2 separate regions of the Anas platyrhynchos genome follow, and region 2 is linked to region 1. The links are chromatin contacts, called in public Hi-C maps. All regions are on one chromosome and are shown on one strand. Each heading gives the region's core, a stretch centred on a gene start, on an enhancer-like site or on the middle of the called end of the contact. The rest is flanking DNA. Distances are from core to core; before and after follow the strand shown. Region 1 overlaps CCDC85A (coiled-coil domain containing 85A). Region 2 overlaps CCDC85A (coiled-coil domain containing 85A).

Region 1 (4,914 bases), core at 1,719-4,218:
CTCTATGAAATCACTAAGCCACTTCAGTGGAGCATCTGCATGTCTCCACATCAAAAATCAGCGTTAGATACAGCCAGCCTCTTCGTTCAGATTCAGGACAGATCAAAGAACTCTCTGACCTCTGGAGCTGACTAATTCTGAGCCAAGATGTCCACTCTTACATTAAAAACAAGAGAACATTCTTCTGGAAGGTCGCAGAGAGTTGCCCACATCAGTCCCCCCAGGAAGAGAAGACTTTGCCTCATATACAGCAATTTAGACAAGACCAGGATTGTCTGGAGAGAGATCTTTATGGCCCTCCAGCACCAAATGCTGACTCCCCAGTTATGCAGGTACACCACGATCAGGTTACAAGGGACTCCCTCTAGCTGCTAATCCCACAGACAACCTGAAGCACCATCACCTTTACTAATTCTGGTTCACATCATGTCAGAAGGAGTGGCCCTACTGAGCTACCTGTTCCTTCAGCTTTCTCCAAACCTGTTTTACATAGTGTGGCGCAGAGAAGCCTCTACAGAACCCATGCAGAGAAATACAGCAGATGCTGCCAGAAAGTCCCTAACCAGCAGCATGTGTTCTATGTGTATATGCGTGTGTGCACGTTTTTCAGCATGTACGTGTGTGTTCAGAGGTCTGTCCATAATTCCAGGACTTCTGCACCCAGAGAAATTGATTTTTGCCTTCTAAGAAGCATTGGATTCATTAAGAGGAAAACAAAAGAGGTTGTAAGAAACATGAATAGGAGGGAGATGTACCCGATAAGCGTGGATAAAGGAAAACCTGATTCATCAACACTCTTTAGACTCTGCTTATTACATTGACTTCCCTGGGCAGAAGTCTCCCCTCTCATTTTAATCTTTAGAAGACTCTGCACAGGCAGTAAACATTGATTGAAACTGTTTGCAATCAATATTCTCTTTACTTTTTCTTTTATCCGCACTGATATTAATATATACAAAGAAACTTCTGCACAAGAGCCTTTCCTGATCTTCTCTCTGTGTCTCACTCTTACACATACACACACACAGTCATCTCAGAAAATACACTGGCACAATGGAGCCACTGCCAAATTCTCTTGCGCTGTATTCTCTGTGAACCTGAAACAGTCTGCTATTCAGGACCTGAACCTTAACACAAATAATTGGATTTAGGATTCCTGATCTTGACAGGTTGAGATGTTTTTCCTGAATTCACCTTGCTCAACTTTCTGTTTAACCGAATTGCAACAGAAATCACATTTAGCAAAGATGATCACACAGCAACAGCTTCAGAAAATACAACACCAGGACAGAAAAGTTTAATCTTTTCTAACCGGTCTAGTTGTTTCATGGAAAGCTACCTTTGCAGTGATTACAGAAATTCAAACACTTTCCCAAATAACTGTATCCAGACAGGGCAAGTTAATTTCTTTGACAAAGCACCAAATGAAGCCTCACAAAGGACATAACATTTGTACATAACAGCTTGCTACAACACTTACATAACTTTCTCTGATTCTTTTCTCTTTCATGTAATTTTAAATAAGTAAATTGACTTAAATGGGGGAGTGTTAGTTATTAGCCCATTTTAAACAAGATGAAAATGAGTTTAATTGCATATATTATGTTAGAATAAGCTGGCACTCCCCAAAAAAGCATTGCCTTTGTTTGTAAGGTAAGTCTGTTCAGAGGATTCACAGTTTTGGCTCAATTTTCTTCACTTCATGAACCAGAGCAGAATTCTGTGCAAACTAGAGGTGAAGAGGATCAATGCAGCATTCAGGAAAGAGTTGTTTCATCTAGTAGAGAATAGCTAGGACAAAGCCATCAATTTCAACAATTCCAAACAAGGGAAAGTTCAAGTATGAAGCTATATCCCAGTTTCAGAGAATATCTCTCTTCCTAAAATGAGCTGAAGCAAATATCCAAATCCAAACTTCTTTAACACATTGGGAATTTTTGGAACAAGCTCTGGATATAAAGTTTGTGGAGCTCTTCTTTCATCCTATAGCATGAGAATTGTGAAAGACCTCCTCCCCAGAGAACACAATGCCTCTGCTCTACTGTCTAATGTTCCATCTTCTCCACTGTTGGTCTGACATTTGAACTGTGACTACAGAATTCCTTTAAAAATATTTGCACATTTTTGTTCACCTTCCAGTAAACACTCGGCTTCTCCACCACTGTGAACAAACACACCTCATGCTGCTATTTTACCACTAGAGGGCAGCTGTACATTTCTTGATCTTTTTCATTAGCTCAAATTAATTTTGTTGCATTCCTAAGCAATGGATGCACAACATATAACTTTGGCTCAAGAATCTTCCAAAAATCTTCCTTGTTTTAGAGCAAAACATAGTGCTTGTCATTTGAATCGCCAGTTTATCGCGCAGTGCGATTTAGGAAGTATGTAGTACCCTTATACACAGATTTCTGAAGGAACTATGCTGAGTTGACTTTTTAATGGAGAGCACCATTCAGGAAACATCTCTTTATTTTGCCAGGGTTCAGTTTGTTTCCATGGTGCATTTCCTATCTCATAGGCTTATGGTATTTTTCTGCTGCTTGTAAGTCCATATGCTTTAAAAGCAACAATAACAATTTATTGAAAACCATGTTTTTAAAGGTCAGCATTCTTTTAATGTGCACGTTTACTTAAAACCACAAATCTATGTTAAGCAATTTTCACCAGCAAAGAACTGGCTGGTTCAAGTTTCCTCTTTTTTTTTTTTTTTTTTTCATTTTCTTTTTTCTGCTATCAAGTCCCCTGTCATCTGTATAAATCTCCACCAGTGTCAGACCATGCCCTCAAACCAACATTTAGGACATTTAAGATTTGCCTGTATATTTGCCTGCTTGTATGTTCTCCTCTTTAAGGCTCATCTAGCCTGAGCCAACAAGTGACTGCTGTCAGTCAGACCACAGGAGCTCTCCCACAAGAGGAGCGCAGTCCCACTTACCTCATCCTCAGCTGCATTCCTTATACAGGCTTCAGGGGACGGCAGCAGCTCCACACACAGCTTGAGGTGACGTCTGATTTCCACGGGGCTCTAACCACAGATCTGCATGGAAATAAACCAAAAGCGTCCTTTCAATAAGCCCCACAGAGGTTTTGCCATCCCATCCTTTTCAAGTGACTCAACAAACAACATATCATGTTACTGCATCTCTTGTTCCTGTTAACTGAGAAGTTCCCCTAATTTTGGTCCTTTATTCCTCAGAAAACTCAGCCATGAGCTGCGAGGATTATTGGGGCTTCAAAGCCAGCTGTTAAGAGTTATGCCACCACACTCAAGAGAAGCATGGATTGAATTTCCAGCCTCATTCAGGGACCGAATCCCTCCTCTGATCCCTTCCACAACACACCTCACACTGCTGCGCAGCACTTGGTGCGACAGAAAAGGGGAATTTTTCTGGAAGTACCATATTAAAATGTGATGAAAACACCCTGCTAACAATAATACGTTGTACAAGTTCCTTTTCCTATTACAAGCCCTACAAGTCAAGCCCTACAACTGAGTACTTGAACTGGCTGTCTTCCAACCATGAATGGAAAAACACACTGACATGAAAGTTCATTTTAAAAGACACCAGAAGGGTCACTTGCAGATTAGGCCATATTGAATTTTCCTCACTTTTTGTGAAACTCTTCAGGAGATTTGTTGTGGCATTCCACAGCTCTCCAGGCAAAAAGCAAAACATACTGTATAGAGCTTGCAGATGCAAGAGTTGAACACTTCTTTTAGAAAATACCAACCTACAATAACAAATCTTTTTGCTATTCACAAGAGAATCATTGAGTATTGCAAAACTTGATAATTACTGATTCATGACAGATTTAGGAAAAACATCAGCTTAAGTAATCAGGTCAGGGCACTGCTGTTGACCACAGTGTTGGCAAAAGAAACAGTTTCTTTCCTCATATCTTTCATCAAAGTTTAACATTTCACAGTATTTAGCTTTTAGCACTTCATTGGTCCAAACCAGTAAACAACTGATAGCTTAAGAGCTACAAGTTAACTTGTGAGCAAATATCTCTATTTAGTATTGTCTTATAATTCATTTACACTGTTCAGTTACTTCTAAATTCAAGTTAGTGAAATTGCTGAGAATCTCTAAGAGTTGTAAAATAATTTATTACTGCTGTTAATAAACTCACATTATTAACCCTTGCACATTCCATTACAAAAGGTATGCTGTGCAACATATTGCCAACTGGAAATAAAGATTTCATTCAGGTCCCAAGATGGCAAAAATCAACCAACCAACCAAACAACAGCAAGCAAGCAAACAAACAAACAACTTCTTTTTTTTTTTTAATGAAGGAAGTGTGTGTTTGATTTTCTTTTCCTCCTGGAAAATGAAGGAGCTTTTCCCTAATAGCCGTTACTGCAAATAAATCTATCCTACTTTCTTTCACATCTGCATGATATTCCTTGCCTGACACTAGGGAATCAGTCTGAAAAGGCAGCAGTGCAGTGAAGGAAGGTCTTCTGACTCCAAAGAACTATTTTAATAGCTCCTTCATAAAATGCACACTACAAAGTATCTCCTAAAAACGAGAAACTGTCAATCTGCCCCAAGTAATTATTTGTTCTGGTTCTAGAAATAAAAAATTATCCTTACCACTTTGCCTACCTATGCTCAGTGTGCCTGACACAACAAATGAAGTGTGTTTTAGCAATTAAAACCCTTCTCACAGGGGTCAACTTTTAAACATCAGAAGCCAGCTGGACTTCAGGCCTACATCACAGCTACATTTCCTGCATAATAGAAGGCTTTTAAAAATAATAACAGCCGTGTTGGAGATGCAAACTGAAGTTAATTGGATGAAGCTTGTCAAGAATCTGGAGTAATCCCACCCAAAGTAATACACATTTTTTATACACACTTGTTCTAAAATGAATGTTATGTCACTGTTAACTTTTAAACATTA
Region 2 (4,914 bases), core at 877-3,376, 74 kb before region 1:
CTTCAGGGAGCAGGAACTGAAAAGCCAGTCCAATGTTTGCTGGGCATAAGGATTCCAGGACATGTTTTTCAATTGCTGTATTACATTTGCACTTCAGAATAAAATACAAGCATCTGACTGATTACATAGGTTTCTCTCCAGAAGGGGAAAAATCTATCAGCCCTGTGCTATGCTTTTAATATTGCCAGACCTCAAGTAATGAATGTTTGCCACGGGTATTTCAACACTGCTCTGTCCACTGTTTGTGAATGTATGATCTGCACTTTCCTCTGACAGCTAATTAATTGATTCTTGGAGAGAATCTGCTTTCTAAAGGTGAGCAAAAATGATTTATGCAAAGATGCATTTTTGTCACAGCAAACGTGGCTTTAAAGGAAATAAAAATTTTCCTTGGAATATGATAGAAAAAGCATTTCAGCAAGCAAAATTGTGTTGGCTCAAGTTGTTTCTGAGAAGAAAAAATATCTGTAATTTTTCCTTTGTTCTAATACTTGTGATATAGAGTTTAGATTTAAAGTTATTTTCTTTATGCCTGCTTTTATCAACATGGTATCTTTCCAACAATCTCACTCATTCTGGCCACAGAAACTGTGGCACATAACGTTACGGCATTTGCAACCCATTACAGCCTGTTGTTCCAATGATTTGCAATAGAGTGCAATATAAAGCTGTTTATAAGGCAGTTACTTGTGTATATAGCTTAGCGCAACTGAAAGATATTGAAAAGAAAGGCTTCCAGAGCCATCATCTGTTTTATTTGCTTATAAAACTATTTTGGAACTTCAATATTCAAGTGTAAATTTAAGCCAAATTAAAGTGCTGAAATGTTTACTGAGTCATATTTTAGGAACAACTAACTTCAAAAGTATTAAGAAAACAAAAAATAAGATCTGAAGGCATACCTCTGCACAGAACAGGAAAATTCAAACAGTACGGTTTAGCTAGAAAACAGAGCATTCAGTGAAAGTGAGAAAGCAATAAATAACCCTCTCATAAGGGCGCCACACACTGACAAACCCCACCAAACACAAGAGGCTGAGAGCCATGCTGAAGCCCCTTTGAACATCAGGTGAAAAATGTAAATCCAGTGCATACTGACTTTTCCTTATAAGAAGCAGGTTTTTGGCAGTTGAAAGGACTGGAACTTTGCTAATTTCAGTACAGGACTTGAAAGGCTTTTGCAAACGATCTGGATTTAGCAACTCTCCTGGGAAGCAAACGTGTTGTTATGCCCATTTTACAGAGACCTTGCATGAAGCGGGTATTTACAACAGGTTTTGCCTTCATATTTTAAGACATCAGCAATGAGGTAGAAGCAATTTTGAAGCATAGCTGTCCTTCATGGGGTTTCAGGAATGCTTCTGGAAGGCTGAACTGTTGGTTTGATTTGGTACCCTAACTTCTGTGTTCCCAAAACCGAGGCAAGAGAAGCTAAAGGCCACCACCAAGAGGACAGAGGCTGGCAAAGCCAGGGAGCAAGTACTCCTACATCTCAGTAGTGCAAACAGTGTCTGCTGACCAATAACCCCCATCCAAGTCTGGGGCAGCAGCAGAGACCGGATTTTCTGGGAGGGGAGGCAATTCCCTCCCAGGTGCTCTGTGGCGGTGCTTGGCAATTTTTGTTGCTTCCACTGTTTTGCACTACTGAAAAAAAGCAGTGTAAAGTGGAAAAAGCACACGTTTTCAGGGAGCACGGGGCCAGTTCCTGTCAGTCTCTGCAGTGTGCCATGCACAATGGCCCAACTATTTTTCTTCTCTGCAAAAAACATTCCCCCGAGCAAGCCCCGCTCTACAGTTCCAAACCGACTGGCAACCAGCAGCAGACGAGCGCTCCAGATCATGCTGCATCACAATACAGTTACAACTATTTAAAACCCAATTAATTCTCTTTCATACTTTCCCATCGAGCTGTAAAGTTCCAGTTGGCAAGGCTTTTTACTTTGATTTCGAATTCCTGCTTGGAAGATTAACTGAAAATGGATTTGGCTTGAACAGCTGCACTGAACATATTTTGTTTTATTTTGTTGCCATCTCAAATAACAATACTTAGCACTCTTCATCTTCAAAGCATTATACAAACACTGAGTCACATCCCTTCACAACACTCTCGTGACATCACCTCCTGTAAATAAAATCACGCTCCTCGCAAAGAGGTGGAGGCTGAGCAAAAGCTTGGAATTTGTGCAGGGTCAGAGGAAGAGCCCTTGGCAGAGGCAGATGGAGAGGCCGGAGGCTCACAGGCCCCTTCGGTCCTCACTTGAATCATCTCCACTCTCTCCACGTCTTCCCTCAGGTACCACCCATGGTAGCTAGTGAATGCATGTGCTTGCGGGCACCTTCTGCTGCTGCATGCCCTGCCACCTGAAGTCAAGCAAGCTCGGCTGGCTTAGCAGCAGGGAGCTCCTTCCTAGTCACTGAGGAAAGAGGGATCTCAGGCATGGTTGTATACAGTGCCCCTGCCCTGAAGTCACTGAGGCACATCCATCTGGCTGCATCCAGCCCGGGAGGATCACCCTTTCCCTCAGACACACTCGACTCCCCACCATCAAGGGGGCGAGGAGACAAGGTGTGCCTCGGCCACACCGTCCCCCAGGAACAGGGCACGTCCAGCTGGGACATACCAAGGCCTAACAGCCCTCTCTAAAACAGCTGCTCTGCTTTGTCCCAGTTCTCCCAGCAACGTACTCTGAGCGAGGAGGTTCTGCTCCCCCAACGCTCTGTGGGTTTCCTGACTTCGAAGCTGGGCAAGAGGCTTCCGTGCCTAAATTAGGATCCGCAGGTCACTCTGAACTCAAGAAAGAATGGCATGTCCTTTCAGGGCTAATTCTGAGACATTAATGTAGGCTCCAGTGACTACAGAGAGAGCCTGTGCTCCTAAATTAGACATCTAAATCAGTAGTCTGTGTGAAGCAGATTTTGTGTTAATATGTCCCTATAAATACATATTCTCTGCTGTGCCAATTCCCATAAAGTGAACCAATGTCAAACATGCGGAGCATGTAGTTCTCATGGCTTCTTTTCCTGAAGAAAACTGACAAAGCAAATACACATTTTGCATTCCTTTCAACCTCTTGTTTTTCCCCTTATTTGGCTTCTTCCTAAATATATGAAGAGATCTTTCAGACCAAAACAAATAGATCACTCACTATAAAGCTGTAACGCTACCCTGAAAACCCCTTCCCGAAGCATTCCAAGGCACGAGCAAGAGACCTGCTTCTCCCATAGAGCGTGACAGGTATGTGGAAACCAAATTCAGCAGGTTTTGTTGCATTTATGCCTCTTTCTGAGGTCTAGACCCCTCTGTTTCTAGACCAGCAGGCACAATGAAGAAGCAGCATCACAAAGAGGCTGAATCAGCCATCAATAAAGACGCTGGCCTAGGGTAATTCCCAGGCCCATTATTCCTGGCGCACAGCTTTAAAGAAGTTATTGCACCTCCATTCCTGTTATGAGGTAGCCTTGATCTCAGGAGATGGTCTCAGGTGCTTCCTAAAACCAGCCCTAGTGCCAGTTCTTGAGTTCATGTGAAAGTTGTCAGTCGAATTCCCAACAGTGATGCCCACACGGCAGAGTGGAGGTGCTGGGGCAGCATGAGCAGGCTTGCACTGGTACCTCTGTGCTCTCCCTTCTTCGGAAAAAAAAATCTCAAGCCATAAGCATAAGCAGCAACAGCTCTGTCAGTCTGACAGACACTTCTGGCCCATTTCAAAATGGAAAAAAATGCAAGAACTCCAGTTTACAGAAAATGCTTTGGGGGCATTAAAAAAATAATCTGTATTTTATGCTTAGGTTCTTTAAACTGTACAATTGGAACCTGTCCAATTTAGTCCTCCACCTCTGCAGAGACAGCTCTTCTGCAATACTCTGAGGCATGCAGATCCTCACTGTTCACAAAAATCGTTGGCCCTCTGACATAATCTGAATTCTTCTTGCCTCATCTATGGGAAATTGCAGCCAGGAAGAAGGATCCTGAAACTGTGAAAGCTGTAGCCAGTGACCCTGACCACCAAAGGACTACTCAAACTGTCCAAAACCACACCTAGAGGTGAGATTACCCTTGCTGTTCTTCTCAACACAGACAACGTATTTCTGATCTCTAATTAAAAGGAAAAAAAAAAAAAAAAAAAAAAAAGAAAATGCCACTGCAGCTTTTCAAGTAGCAGGTCCTACTCCCAAAGGCTGACATTGTTAGGAACACTGATCCAGCCCATGTCTTCAGCAGCACTTTCTTGCATCCCAAGTCTCCCCCAAAGAGCCATTTATGTCCTTTCTGTCGTTGGGGTAGTAAGAACACACAAAGATACCAACAGCATATGAAAAACAGGAAGACTAGAGAGAAGATGTAGTTGAAAGAGCTTTTGAGAACCTCTTTCTCTTAGTATGCTCTCCCAGTTGCTAGCTTTTGCTTTATTCTGGATCTCCCCAATTCCTTCTGAGTTTATGCTATCAATTTCACATCCAGAGACTGAAATAAACCCATCATCTGGACTGGACTGTATCAAGTGTGTGAAAGAATTCATAGCTGCACATTTCTGAGTTGCCGAACGGTGAAGTACTGCAGGATAAACTGTGTGATAGAAGACACAGGAACAAAATTTTGGACACTTCTGGGCAGTGAATTACAGATGTGCAGAAGGATGAGTTTAAAATTGATACTGCTCATCATGTAATGACTCTACCAAAGTTAACAGAGTACAAACACTGGAAGCTGAATCAGACTCAGATTCCCGTGGGTAATTCAGAGTCCGACATTTTAGATCTTCCATTAACCACTACTGAAGTTTCAGGTACTATCTCTAACCAGCACAGAATGATATCCCTGTGTTTTATATATAACCTTCACTTTTCAGGTATAATGAAGTGATGAGCTGTGGAATAGAAAGGAAGAAAATGGTCAAGGTAACTATCTAGACA

Evidence for each region. Hi-C and Micro-C count contacts between places; a contact is called where the count stands out from the background.
Region 2: a contact with region 1 is called in a Hi-C map of liver, with 2.2 times the contacts expected there. The contact joins two enhancer-like sites. A contact is called at or near these places in 2 of 8 Hi-C or Micro-C datasets (liver and subcutaneous adipose tissue).

What each region holds. Positions count from the first base shown.
Region 1 is chr3:4,782,500-4,787,413 of IASCAAS_PekinDuck_T2T, reverse strand. It overlaps CCDC85A (coiled-coil domain containing 85A), which reads right to left. Exons shown (of 12, transcript XM_072035092.1): 5 at 2,939-3,040. Among named protein-coding and RNA genes, the nearest start is that of EFEMP1, 11 kb to the right of the region's middle. Within about 2 kb of position 2,968, at least 2 of the 8 cell types and tissues checked have an H3K27ac peak or open chromatin away from gene starts, as enhancers often do.
Region 2 is chr3:4,855,608-4,860,521 of IASCAAS_PekinDuck_T2T, reverse strand. All of the region lies in intron 7 of CCDC85A (coiled-coil domain containing 85A), which reads right to left. Among named protein-coding and RNA genes, the nearest start is that of EFEMP1, 84 kb to the right of the region's middle. Within about 2 kb of position 2,126, at least 1 of the 8 cell types and tissues checked has an H3K27ac peak or open chromatin away from gene starts, as enhancers often do.